Linked DNA regions of Mus musculus: region 2 is linked to region 1. A link is a contact called in public promoter capture Hi-C data. All regions are on one chromosome and are shown on one strand. Each heading gives the region's core, a stretch centred on a gene start, on an enhancer-like site or on the middle of the called end of the contact. The rest is flanking DNA. Distances are from core to core; before and after follow the strand shown. Region 1 overlaps Ttll8 (tubulin tyrosine ligase-like family, member 8). Region 2 overlaps Sbf1 (SET binding factor 1).

Evidence for each region. Capture Hi-C pulls out chosen DNA fragments and counts their contacts.
Region 2: a promoter capture Hi-C map of adipose tissue shows a contact between it and region 1. The contact joins two enhancer-like sites. A contact is called at or near these places in 8 of 39 promoter capture datasets (the C10 cell line, cranial neural crest, embryonic stem cells and 2 more), 2 of 115 datasets of contacts at active chromatin or transcription factors (bone marrow-derived macrophages and large pre-B cells) and 2 of 9 other capture datasets (adipose tissue and pancreatic islet).

What each region holds. Positions count from the first base shown.
Region 1 is chr15:88,920,335-88,923,034 of GRCm38.p6, forward strand. The region is part of intron 8 of Ttll8 (tubulin tyrosine ligase-like family, member 8); the gene reads right to left. Among named protein-coding and RNA genes, the nearest start is that of Ttll8, 33 kb to the right of the region's middle. Within about 2 kb of position 1,302, at least 40 of the 459 cell types and tissues checked have an H3K27ac peak or open chromatin away from gene starts, as enhancers often do. A contact at or near this core is called in adipose tissue, where this site is marked.
Region 2 is chr15:89,309,151-89,311,850 of GRCm38.p6, forward strand. The region is part of intron 1 of Sbf1 (SET binding factor 1); the gene reads right to left. Among named protein-coding and RNA genes, the nearest start is that of Mir6959, 4.8 kb to the left of the region's middle. Within about 2 kb of position 1,256, at least 162 of the 459 cell types and tissues checked have an H3K27ac peak or open chromatin away from gene starts, as enhancers often do. A contact at or near this core is called in adipose tissue, where this site is marked.

The DNA of each region.
Region 1 (2,700 bases), core at 52-2,551:
CTGTGCGAAGATACTGCCTGCACTGTTGTTGTTAGAAAGGTCCTTCTAAGGGAAGCCAAACTGCAATGAGGGCCTACCTGTCCACAGGAGCAGTCAGCTTATTGTCCTGTGAGCATGACTGTCAGCCTGACCTTATGTCCTTGTTGGTGACTTCAGACTTGTAGGAAAAGGCCTAACTTAGAAACCAATCATAATCTCAGGAAATTAGGGCAGGGATCAGTAGAGATGTTTGAGCAGCTTTCAGAATTTGAGGGTACACTGATGGCACCTGGGAGAGAGAGACGTCCACCACAGTACCTGTAGTACCTCTCAGGTTCTCCATATGTGGGCAGACCTGGTACAATGGAGAATGTTTAGTGTCAAGTCCCTGCGACGGCTAAGCCACAATTCTGGCTGCAGCCCTGGAGGTGGAAGCAAGGGTTTGGGGGACAGGAGACATTTATGTTCTGCCTGCCTGCTGGAAAAGGAGAGGCAGCATTGAGGAGAAAGTGAATAATGCCAATCTCTGGCTAGGTGGGTTAGAGTTTCAAGACAGCAAGAGTTGTAGTGGGGTCAGCTTCCACTCCCCGGGTGCAGGGAACAGGTTGGCATGTGATGGAGTGAGCTTGCCTCTCGCTGGCCAGATACCAAGCAGAGCCCACTTCCCTGGTCTACTGAATGTGAGCTTCCTCTGCAGATGTTACGTGTTGGTTAACTATAATGATAGGGTAGCCCTGCCACAGTTAGTACACAGTGCAAACAGGTATAGACAACCGGCAGTGTCCCCACAATACCTTCTGTCTGGTCCATAGAGCTGGGCCAGACTAGTGTAATGGGTGGTATTATCAACAAGGCCTGATAGCATTTACTACTGTGCTCCAGAAAAACAAGCATTTTGCTGTCCCAGTGGGAAAGAAGCCTCATGATCCAGAACACTAGAGCCTGGGTTCTGGAAGTCACCCCTGAAGGTGGGCCAGCACTGGACTCAGCTGTCACCACACCGTGTTATCCACATCACATAATGATAAGATGGAAGCTGTAAAAGTCAAGAGATTGCTGAAATAGGGGAGGAGCCTGGCCTGTTTTCAAACCAATATGGATGCTCAGATTCTAGACATCCGTGCTCAACTGAGAACGGACAGGGACCCTGCAGGTCCCATGAAGAGTAGCCTCTTGGCCTTCTAGGTCCTGACGCACAAGTGTCCATGTGGGAATCTGCAAGTCTCCAGAAGAATCAAACGGGCCCCAAGGCGCTCCTTAGATTGTGGCACTTCTAAGTGGGCAGTCAGAGCAAAGCACCACAGAGCCTGCTCACCAGGCAAAATCATACAGTGTGGTAACACGGGAGCCCAATGCTGCCACCTAGTGGTAAAGTATCGCGGTTCTCTTTTGTAGCAATTTAAGAAAATGATTAGTTTAGAAAGCTCAAACAGAAAAAGTGAAGTTTGGGCATTTTTGCTCATGCGTTCTCTTGTGTCATTATTGCCGGCTCAAGGTACAGTAATGGGCTGCTCAGGAAGTCCTCAAGTGTTATGTTCCAGCCAATGATAGCTAGTTTTCATTCTTTGGCCACAAGGATAGGCTCTGCCTTTCTTGAAACTTACAGCCATGGATGGAGACATGAACACACATTACCCTCTCCCCGACCCCCTCTCTCCTCTTTTTTCTCCTATGTAGTGTCTCTCAGCCTCACAGCTGGGAGAGCTGACCATGGTTGTGCCATTTGCAGTCCTTGCTCTGACACAGCTGGGGTTTGTCAGATCTGCGCTTACAGAGTCTATCTGAGGTTGGGTGCGTCATTTCTGCAGGGATAGAAGATCTGGGTCATAGGGCACGCTGTTCTTGCTTTTCCAAAACGCCGTTGCTCAACACTCCTGCCAGAGCTGCATGAGAGCTGTTGATTCGGGCCAATTCTTGGTGTCTCAAGTCTTCAATTCAGCCATCTGGGTGTGCAGAGAGGTCTCCCATCATGGGTGATTTTTGTTGTTTCTTTTTTTTTTCCTTTTTCAGCTTTTGAGATAAAGTCTCATATATAGCCCAAGCTGGCTTTGAGTTCAAGGTCCTCCCGGGATTACAGGAGTTATCACCAAGGGTTCATTCTGGCTTTAACCTGCATTTCTGGAAAGCTCCAACAATGGTTGCTTTTCTAGTCTGACTGGACAGCTGATTTGTATTTAATAAAGAGTCTATTCTGGGTTTATTCTTGAGGCAGAGTCTCGTGGATCCCAGGATAGCTTTGAACTTGCCATGCACATGAAGATGACCTTGAACTTCTGATCCTCCTGCTACTGCCTCCTGGCCCCATGTCTTTGCAGATACTGTGGTAGGTGTCTCTCTCCCAGGTGCCAGGAGTGTACCCTCAAATCTGAAAGCTGTTCAGACATCTCTACCGATCCCTGCCCTTACACCCCGAGATTGTGATGGGCTTCTAGGTCAGGCCTTTGCCTACAAGTCTGAAGTCACCAGCAAGGACATGGGGTAGGGCTGACAGTCACGTTCAACCAGAGCGTTTGGGGTTACAGGCATGGGCCACCACGTTTAGTTTACGACGTCCTAGAGGATGAACTCGGGGCTTCAAGTAAGAGAGAGAAGCACTCTACAAACCCAGAATTTAACTTGGTCCATTTCTCTCCCCTGACTCGGCAGCTTCTGAGCCTGGACCTCAGTTGGACTTGTGGACAGTGGATCTGTCTTCAGTTCACAGCTTCTATTTTTCATCCT
Region 2 (2,700 bases), core at 6-2,505, 390 kb after region 1:
AGTATATGCTGCCCCTCTGAGCCCTGAAGCTCCCAGACTCCCTCAGTATGTACCAGCAAGGGAAGTACTTCTAAGTACAGTCTATGTAGGTGGAGTGAAGGTCCTGGCCTGGGCTCATCTACACCATTAAATCAGGAGGCAAAGTGAGGGCAGCGGCGAGGATGTGTGATGGCTTCCTTGGCCTCACATACACACATGAGATGGAGTCTGGTAGGCTTCTCAACCTTCCTAATGTTGCGATCTTAATATTCCTCATGTTCCCCATGCTGTGGTGACCTCCAACCATACAATTGTTTTGTTGCTACTTCATAGCTGTAATTTTGCTACTGTTATGAACTGCAATGTGATTATCTAATATACAGGATATCTGACCCCAAAGAGATCCCAGCCCACAGGCTGAGAACCACTGTGGTATGCAAAGGAAAACAGGCCTCCTCACTTCTGCATCTCACACATACAGCTTCAAGATCCTCAGGGCACAGCACTCTCCCATCCTTCCCATGGACCAGCCTCAATACAGATGCTCCCACCAGTGGAAGAAGCAGAAGCAGACGGTGAAGGGATGGTACCCTACATAAAAGGTCTTGTCATGGATCCCCCTGCTCAGCCTAAGTTCCAGAAAACTTCCGTGTGCAATGGGCCTGCTTGCTGAGCTACGGCCTCACATCCACCCAGCCTGGTCTACTTGAACACAGTCATACTGAACCACTAAGCTCAACACAACAATACACAATTCCCAGGTCCCCTAAAAGCAAAGGAACTCAGCTGCAACCATGGGAGACCATGCATCCCTCCAGAACCATGAAGCAAGCACCACGACTGTCAACACTAGGAAGGTTGCTGCTAAGCAGGAGGTGGTGGGGTGCAGGGGCCTATTATGACTCACAAAAACCTCAGCTTCCTGCTCCCCTCCTCCTACCACCAACACCCTGCAGGCGACAGGCAACAGACAAGGAAGGGACAGGTGTCTGCTGGTGTCATGCCTACCTACACACACCCACACACCTGTCCCACCAAGATAAAACCCCTATGGGGTTCCTCAGGTCCCACCCTCAACAGGCCTGGACAGTGCATGTACTATGAAAACACACAGAGATACACAGACACACACACACACACACACACACACACACACACACACACACACACACTAACCCCCCCCTCAGTTGTGGCTCCTCCCACCACCCACTCCGGCAAGAGCCTCCTTGTGCTCGGCCCTAAACCACCATCTGGGCCCAGCCCTGGCTGGCACCCAGGGCTCACCCAGTTCTTGCCACGAGGCAGCATGCGGAGGAAGGAAAGGGGGGTGGGTACACAGACAGGGACTGCAGCCTCTGCTCTGCAGCCTTCCCACAAGGCCAGGAGGGCTAGTAGCCTTCTGAGGGTTGTTTTTAGCAGCCTCTCTACCCAGGGGAGTTGGCACAGAAAGGATGGTCACCTTCCACTGCCAGTACCCCTCATCCTGTGCAATGTTAATTCCCATTTCCTACTAGCTTGAAAGCCTTCTGAGGATTCTACACTCTAAAGAGCTCCTTTCCTGAGACTCCCAACTGCCTCATAAAGGCAGAAGCCCAGTGGGCATCTCTCCTGAGGCCCTTCCTGTCCTGTGACAGCCCAGGATTTGAATTTCAGGTTTCAGTCCAGTGCCTCCTCTAAGAAGCTTGCTATCTACTCTCTACCTAAATCTGGGTCCTATAGCAGGACCCTGAGGCCCTTCCCACAACACATATAAGCCCCTCTCCAGGCACCTGTAGTAGCCTGAACAGAAACACGTTCCTGTGCATGGTACAGACTACAGCCTAATTAGGGCTTGTTGAATGCATGTAGTCAGCTATATGACCATCTTCCCCACACCCTGCCCAACTCACACCTCACAAACAAACAGGTTCTTCAGTCAGAAGTGCAGAACAACTTCCGGAGCCCTACGGCACAGTAGGCCCTTCCATGAGGAAGCCTTGTTAACTCTCTCTGGCTCCTCTGAGACCCCAAACTGCTAGCTTGCATTTGTATGAAGGATTTTGCCATGTTCCTCTGTGTCTGTCACCCACTGAAGACTTTTGGCAACAGGAGTAACCTGCAATGACTGTACTTAACCCATCGATGTACTGTCAACTCTGGGTAGACAAGAGCAGGCACATCCTCCCTCCCTACCCAACCCTGTTAGAAGGAATCCCGATAGCACAGCCATATATTACAAGGCAGTGCTCTTTGGGCAGCTTATGGAGGATGGACACTGAGGTCCACTAAAGCAGACATGGAAAGTCCCTGACCAGCCAGGCGGTGGTGGCGCACGCCTTTAATCTCAGCACATGGGAGACAGAGGCAGGCGGATTTCTGAGTTCGCGGTCAGCCTGGTCTACAAAGTGAGTTCCAGGACAGCCAGGGCTACACAGAGAAACCCTGTCTCATCCCCCCCCCCCCAAAAAAGGAAAGTTCCTGAACCACTCTTGAACCCACAGGCTGGGTAGGCCCACCCTAGGAAGATACACTGGGATTCCTAAACTCAAAGCACCTCCAGCAGCCAGGCTCACGCAGACTGGGTGGCAGAATACAGATTATGTATTCTGTCATCTGCTGGCACCTCATCACTAGTGCCAGGCTCTGATGCCTGCAGGACCAGCTGTGGACAGTGTGCACTGTGGAAAGGCCCAGACAGAATAGCAGTTCCCCTGACTGCCCTACCACATACCTCACCATACA